Regions from separate parts of the Sus scrofa genome. Here region 2 is linked to region 1. A link is a contact called in public promoter capture Hi-C data. All regions are on one chromosome and are shown on one strand. Each heading gives the region's core, a stretch centred on a gene start, on an enhancer-like site or on the middle of the called end of the contact. The rest is flanking DNA. Distances are from core to core; before and after follow the strand shown. Region 1 holds the start of TAOK3 (serine/threonine-protein kinase TAO3). Region 2 overlaps KSR2 (kinase suppressor of Ras 2).

Region 1 (3,803 bases), core at 533-3,032:
ATTAACATATCCTAAATACTCTGAACAACTAGCCCCGTCATTAATTTTCACATCCATCAAGGTAGGAGGCTGCACCCCAATTCCCACCCCCCATTGCTTTCCACTGTTTGTTTCAGCATTTTAATAGACACACACTTGCCTCCCACCAGGGCATAAAGTGTCTGGTTTAAATAGGCTTTTCTCTTTCAGCTTGTCCCAGAATTACGCCTAAAGCTCAGTCCTGGTGGCTTTTCAGGATGAAGAATCTAATTGGAAAATGCTGTTAGTTTAGCGACTCCAATACCTCTTTTCAAAATTTAGTTTGACCTTCCAAATGTCTTTCCAACACACGAAGATAAACAGTGAAACTTAGTATGCAGTTCCTGTAAGTCTGCATCGTAAACACTGATACTGATGTGCTGACAAACCTGAGTAAGTTTGTCAGCTCCTTGCTTAGTTGAAAGTGAGAAAGACAAGAGTCTATCAAAACAGCCTCACCAGTCCAAAACCTGGATCTCCAAAAGGGTCCCTTTCCCTTGCCACTGGTTTGTGGAGAGTTAAAGAAGCCCTTTCCAACTTTTCACTTTCTGATGAAGCTATCGAGGTCAGGAAGCTTCACTTTCAAGGCATCCACGCCCAACTCGGAGAAACAAACGCGAAGCCAGGGGGCCAGCGAGCAGAGGTCCGGCGGTCCCTCGCTCCAGCCCTTTCCAAGATTCCTATGCTTCGGCCCGACCCTCCAGCCTGCGCGTTAGAGTAGGAGACGGCTCATTACATAATCCCCGTTCCCCAGAGTCTCCCACAGAGTCACGGGGGCTCAGGCGGCCCCCAGTCTCCCACTCCGCCCTTAGGAAGCTCGGCTGACTGCACCCGGGGAGCGGCGGCCAGCTGCCCCGACTCGCCTGGCGCCGCGACCGGGACCCAGGCCCCTATAGTCACCCACGAGGGGCTGGGCCGCGCCTCCACGGGTAGCCCCCGGGTCCCAACTCAGACCTGGGTCCCAGCCCCCTCGGGGTGCGCCTCACGTCACAGCCACTGCCCCAGTCCCTCTCGGAGTCCCCCATCACACCTGCTGCCTCAAGCCCTCTCGGGGTCCCCTTGCGGCTCAGACCCGCTGTCCTGGCCCATTTCAGGGACCCTTCCCTTGAGTCTCTCTATCCCGGTCCCTCTTGGGGTCTCCCCTCAGACGCACTGTTCCGGTCCCTCTTGAGGTCTCCCCTCAGACCCATCGTTCCATTTCCCCTCAGGGCCCCCCCTCTGGTCCGCTGTCCCGGCCTCTCTCGGGTCCCCTTCCACCACACCCGATGTCCCAAGCCCTCTCAGGGTCCTCCTCTCAGAAACGCGGGGCGGCCCCTCTCCGAGACTCCTCAGCCAGAACTGTCAAACCCGCTGCCGAAACTCCCTCACTCGGTCCCTCGCCGACCCCACTCCGCCCTGAGTTCCTTCGCCCCGGCTCACTGTCACCTCCCTGCGCCCCGGTGCTCTCACCTCAGACCTGCTGTCACCACCCCGGGGCCCGGCGTCGCCGCCGCCGCTTCCTCTCCCACACTTGTTCCCGAATCGCTCTTCTGCCGCTTGTTCCCGGGAAGATCCCCAGGTCCGGTCGGTAAGCTACGGGTCCGGCTGCGCAGAGCCTCCGCTCGCGGTTTCCGCGTCGGGTGCCACTCTTGCACGCAGGACCCCACCGCCGCCGCCGCCGCCGCCGCCGCCGCCCCTGGGCGCCACACGGACCCTCCCGCTGCAGCCGCTGCTGCTGTCCGAGGTGCGGCTCCTGCCAGGGATGGCCAATCGCACCCGACTGCGCCGAGCGCGCTCCGCCCCGCCGTCCCAAGTCCGCCCGCCCCCTGCCCCTGACCACGCCCCCAGCCAGGCTCCAATAGGCTCTCTACTGACCTTCCCTGATCGCGGGGCACAGACTTAGGGCCAGATATAGGTACTTGATTGGAGGTGCCTTGGAAGCAGAGCTGTCGATGGTGCTTGAGGATTGGCGGAGTTGAATGTGGGCGGGACCGGGAGGGGCGGGGTTTCCTCAGACGCGGAAGACCTTGCAACTTCACTCACCCACTGGCCCGCCTCGGGTGCGGTCGTCCTTGTTTGCGCTGTGTTGGGGTCAAAGTTCATGGCACTCCCCTCTGAGCCTTTATTTTTCTGGGGAGACTCCCAGAGGCCAAGGCCCCTTGGGACTCTGGGAGACCACCATGCGAGAGCCTTTAAGGCGGTCCCGATTTCCCCGTTAGACCTGGCACAGCTTTCTAAATAATTCTGCCGTAAATCGATAACAGCAATTATTCACTCAGGACTTGTGAACGTTTCCTGTATTTAACCGCTTTTATATCTTTGGCAAGGGAGTTACACTTCCTTACATTGCATTCCGCAGACATCAGTATAATGATGTTGATGGGAAAAAAAAATCTACCTCCTAGATGCATAGTATGCACAACTAGGCATTTAGCACTGTCAGGGAGCGTTTTCATAGTTACAAGACCAAAGTTAAGAAATACTCAGTTTGAGGGTTATGATAATAATTACAAGTAAGGGAGTTTCCGTCGTGGCTCAACAGTTAATGAACCCGACTAGGAACCATGAGAATTTGGGTTTGATCCCTGGCCTTGCTCAGTGGGCTAAGAATTTGGCATTGCCATGAGCTGTAGTGTAGGTTCACAGATGCGGCTAGGATCTGGCATTGCTGTGGCTGTGGTGTAGGCCAGCAACTGTAGCTCCGATTGGACCCCTAGCCCAGAAACTTTCATAGGCTGCTGGTGTGGCCCTAAAAAAAAAAAAAAAAAAAAAAACTAGGAACAGGAACTGTTTGGTAGGGGAACCCTTCAGGGAGGCTTCAGCAAACCTCTTCAACATATTTTTTCTCAGGGCCCTGTGAAATGATTTTATGATTTTTGCGGTAACTAATGGCCAAAGTATAATGAACTTTGACCTAAGTGCTACTGGTGATAACCAGAGACCCATCTTGACCCAAACTGAAACATTGTGCTTGCCAGGGGTGAAAGTGCATGTTTTAATTCAGAGCCATACTTTATATTTTTGTGAAACATATGTTGAACTAATACTGGAAACTGAAAACTGCTGCCTTCACCCCAAACCCTAAAACTTAGGGGCTTTGAGAATTTAGCATTTTGTGAAGAAATCGTTTCATTTCAGGAACACAGTTTGTTCCTAAGCCTTGTCAGATACATTCAGGACTTCACTCTTAGAAACCTCTCCATCATCAACTCTTTCTAAACTCTTGCTATCAAAATTTGTGTTCAAAATACTATTCATGTTTTCCCTAGTGTTTTAAAATCATATCCGTTCCAATTAAGATGCTTCCCCTTAAAATTTCAGTTTTTTGAGTGTTAGGGGGTGTACAGAGGGCCTGTGGAAAGGGGCTGGCAGGATTTCCTTTCAGATGAATTCAAATGTGGATGTCTCCTGAAGAGTGTGACCGAGTGCCATTATGGAAAGGGATGCAAAGAGATTTCTAGGTGGTAAAACTTGGTTTTGAGGGAACTTGGTTTTTATAGGCCTAGAGGAACACTGTCCATAATCATATTAGGTAACTATAAAAGTTGGGTGAGACTAAAGTCATGAGAGAATTTTTTTTTACTAGGTCCCCCTCTACAGAGTATTTATTAAGAGCTCATCATACCAAATGCAGTAAGGATAGAAGAAATTGGGTAAGTTTTCATAATCCAAGTGTTCAGTTCTCTCTATTCATATAGAAAAGAAGTTCATGATCATTGACAGATGTTATTTGCAATCAAGAAGACAAGTAAAGGGAGTTCTCTTTGTGGCTCAGCCAGTTAAGAAACTGACATACTGTTCCTGAG
Region 2 (3,803 bases), core at 917-3,416, 420 kb before region 1:
CTTTCTAAATACAAAGAGCTGGGCAATATAAAATCAATTACACACCCTCCCTGCCTGGAAGGCCCTGCAGCCCAGCCCAGTGAAGTACAGAAATTGAGAGCATTTAGACACTGTCATGGCTATTTGACAGGGTAATTTTCCGTGGAATCTGATAGTTCCCAAGAGAGGCTTATATTTCGTTTGGGGTCTCTTTCATTTTTCTAAGATATTTTTTATCCTAGCTTGTACTGGCTACAAAGTACCAGGCAAGGAAAAAACTGATCCTTCCCCACACAAAGTGTGAGAGGCACAGCTCCACTTGGGGAATTTTCAGGGATTGGTCTTAATCCACCTACATCATTAAATAAATTATTTTCCAAAATGATTCTAAAGATACTGCCTTGCAGAGCACTGTGACAATGCTGAAGTGGATGCTGAGCTGTTACTAACTAATTCCACAGATGGGGAAACTGAGGCTCAGAGGCTTTGGAATTATGCCCAGGTTCACATCACTAAAGCAGCAGGAGAGTCAGGATTCGAACTCAGGATAGGATGCCCAGTTGCCAGCCCTCTTCCCCATAACACTTTGCTGAAGCGGAGAAAGTTCATACCATCTAGAGGTCAAAGTTGAGAAACACTTAGAAAGGGGCCTCACCATGACCTCACCCTTCCCATGTGTCCTAATTTATTTTTAGGTCACCCTCTATTCAAGCCCATGCAGAGCTGAACTGCAAAAAGTTCAAAGAAATTCCATCTTCAAGGGAAGAAACACAGGGCCCATGGAATAGCACTCGCAAGCTGAGCCCACCATCAGCGCCTGCACTCTGGTACAAAAGGTTTCCTGGGCCTGGGGTCAGAAGGATCACAGGACTTGGAGAGCAGGCTGTAGTTCTCCATCTCCACACCAGAGGGCAGCCTGGCACTTTCCATCGCAGATGGAAAATTTCTTCAGACCCTCCCTCCTGGATCTGAGCATCTTCAAGCCTTATTACTGTACTCAGTATTAGCTTGATGGTAAATTTAGCAGCATAAACAAAAAAAAAGTTTAAAGTCAGGGCACGTGACAGAGCTATAAATAATTATGTCTGAAATCTCTAAGGTAAAAACGGGGGACTTTCCACTCAGAATCTAAACCAAGATGAACCATGAGAGAGATCTACCGGCAAAGCCCCTCAGGTTTGGTTTGCTGGGGTCCAAAACCTTCACCACTTTAGGTACTTATAAAAAAAAAAAAGCACTAAAATAGAGTCCATGGAAGCTGGAAAGGGGTGCAGTACAGATTGGGGATCTTCCTGACCTTATGGAAATCAGCTCTCCTGTAAACCTCATAGCAATGCCCATTTTACACAGGTGGAAACTGAGGCTTAAAAATCACAGGAGGAAGAGACAGGCTCCAGAGCCGTCTGTTCCCCTCAGGGTGCCTTCAGCAAGCACCCCATATCACTGCTGTCTTCTCTTTAGCAGGAAGCAGCTGGTAGCAGAGAGCTCAAAGCCCTGAAACCGAATGGCCCACGTCTTCCCACAGCTTAGAGTTCTTCCCCTCTGGCGTTAGACATAAATGGCACTTTCCTATCCTCCGGAGTGTCATCCTTTCCCAACCATCCTCCACTGTCACCAGCACAACACCCTGTTTTTTTTCCTTGGGAGCACTCATCGCTATCCCGCAAATTATCCTGTTTATTGGTTTCCATAGTTACGCCCCCCCCTATCATCATCATCACACACCCATCAGAATGTCAGCTCTAAAGAGCATGGGCTTTGCCTGTCTTTTCCCCCAGTGTTCAGATCAGGGCCTAGCATGCAAGACATATTTCTTGGTCTTTCGATGAACCAGCATCACTGGGGTGGGGGAATCAGGCCCCTGCCCAGATAACCCAACTCCTTTTCCAGCGGGCACACCACGTTCAGAACCAGCTCTTCGGCCCAGGCTCCCAGGTTCTCAGAAGCAGCGGCGGTGGTGGAGGGTAAAGAAATCTTCAGCGGCCCGACGCCTTCCCGCGGTTGCCAGGGAGACTATTGTCATAACATCCCCGCCGCTGGGGTGGGGGGGGACAGCTGACAGCGGAGAGAATTTATTTGACTCGCTCACGTCTCAAGTAACCGGCCATTTGCATCCGCAGGCAAATTCGCTGCTGAAGCCTGGCAGCCTGGGAGACGTTCCCTTCCTCCTCTCCCCAGCCCATCCCAGTTAGAACAGGATCTCCGCGCTGGAGCCAACCGGACCCAGCGGTCCTGCGCTGGCCCTGGGGCTGCCTACTGCGCCGGCTCGCTCTACCCCAAACCGCCCACTGCTTTGTGTTAAAGCTTTCAGTGTTCCTGGTAGCTTTTCCTTCTCTTTACGTTTTTATGGCTAATGAATATTACAGACAGTAGAGAAAAAAAAGAGCTCATATATTTAATGAGTACTGACTTAGATGCCAGCCCCACTGGTAACTTCCTCACATAATGATAATGTTTATATTTTTGCCATAACAATACATTTTGCTATATATTTCAAACATATCTATATATGACATAACATATACAGTATGTTATATTGATACAGTATGTTATATATTGATCTATTATATACTACTGTATGGTACATATTATATGTAGCCTGTATCTGTATAATATATATTATAGTCATAGGTCTATCACAGATAAGAATTCAGGAGTTACCTTATGGCTCAGCAGGTAAAGAACCTGACTAGCATCCATGAGGATACGGGTTCCATCTCTGGCTTCAATCACTGGGTCAAGGAGCTAGCAGATCCTAGCTAGGTTGCAGATGTGGCGCCTATCCAGTGTTGCCATGGCTGTGGTATAGGCCTGCAACTGCAGCTCTGATTCAACCCCTAGCCCAGGAACCTCCATATGCTGAAGGTATGGCCCTAAAAAGACCAAAAAATATATGTATTAATATATATATAATACATAATTTTAAACAATATTTATATTATATAGCATATATTATGTATTTATAATAATAAAACTGACATCTGTTGATACTTTTTACCTGCCAGCCCTGTGCCTACTGCTTAGTTAAGAAGGATGCTATCAATAAATATTACACGATAATACATTCATAATCATCTTCATAGCTAAGTTTTATTGAGCATTTACCATGTGCCAGGCACCACACTAAGTACTTCCTTAATGTCACTAGATTGTCATTATGTGCCCTAAGAGCTAAGAACTGTCTTATTCCCATTTTTTTTGGTCACTTTTTTTTTTTTTTGTCCTTTTTTAGGGCCGAATATGGAGGTTCCCAGGCTCGGAGTCTAATCAGAGCTGTAGCCGCTGGCCTGTGCCACAGCCACAGCCACGCCAAATCTGAGCTGCGTCTGCAACCTACACCACAGCTCACGGCAACACCGGATCCTTAACCCACTGAGTAAGGCCAGGGGTCAAACCTGCAACCTCATGGTTCCTAGTTGGATTTGTTTCTGCTGCACCACGAAAGGAACTCCTTATTCCCATTTTTGAGATGAGAAAATGGAGGCACAGAGTGATGATGTAACTTGCCTTCGGTCCCAGGGACAAACAAGCAGGGGCTAAGGCGGCCCCTCAGCCTGCCCCATTCCTTTATTTCCATACCACACTTTAAAGTTGACAACCTTTCACTCCCTTAGGGGAGCTTGTTAAGAACATGCAGGATGGGCCCCTGCTTCCCTCGACCCACACATGCAGAATCAAATGCTCCTGGGGACAGGGGGATTCTCATTTCTTTTAAACAAGGTCCCCAGATAGTTCTGACAGAGGCAAAAAGTCCAGAACCACTGCCTTCAGGTTCTTAATCCGTCATCGCCCCTGCAGTGCCAATTAGGCGATCTGATTAAATG

What was found. Promoter capture Hi-C pulls out the DNA fragments that hold promoters and counts their contacts.
Region 2: a contact with region 1 is called in a promoter capture Hi-C map of fetal skeletal muscle, with 6 times the contacts expected there. The contact joins the enhancer-like site here to the promoter of TAOK3 in region 1. A contact is called at or near these places in 4 of 5 promoter capture datasets (fetal liver, fetal skeletal muscle, liver and 1 more), 22 of 47 Hi-C or Micro-C datasets (adipocytes, alveolar macrophages, embryonic fibroblasts and 13 more) and 2 of 2 datasets of contacts at active chromatin or transcription factors (alveolar macrophages and skeletal muscle).

What each region holds. Positions count from the first base shown.
Region 1 is chr14:34,319,995-34,323,797 of Sscrofa11.1, reverse strand. It overlaps TAOK3 (serine/threonine-protein kinase TAO3), which reads right to left and starts at 1,782. Exons shown (of 21, transcript XM_001924400.7): 1 at 1,468-1,782.
Region 2 is chr14:34,742,229-34,746,031 of Sscrofa11.1, reverse strand. All of the region lies in intron 1 of KSR2 (kinase suppressor of Ras 2), which reads right to left. Among named protein-coding and RNA genes, the nearest start is that of KSR2, 69 kb to the right of the region's middle. Within about 2 kb of position 2,166, at least 26 of the 83 cell types and tissues checked have an H3K27ac peak or open chromatin away from gene starts, as enhancers often do. A contact at or near this core is called in fetal skeletal muscle and undifferentiated spermatogonia, where this site is marked.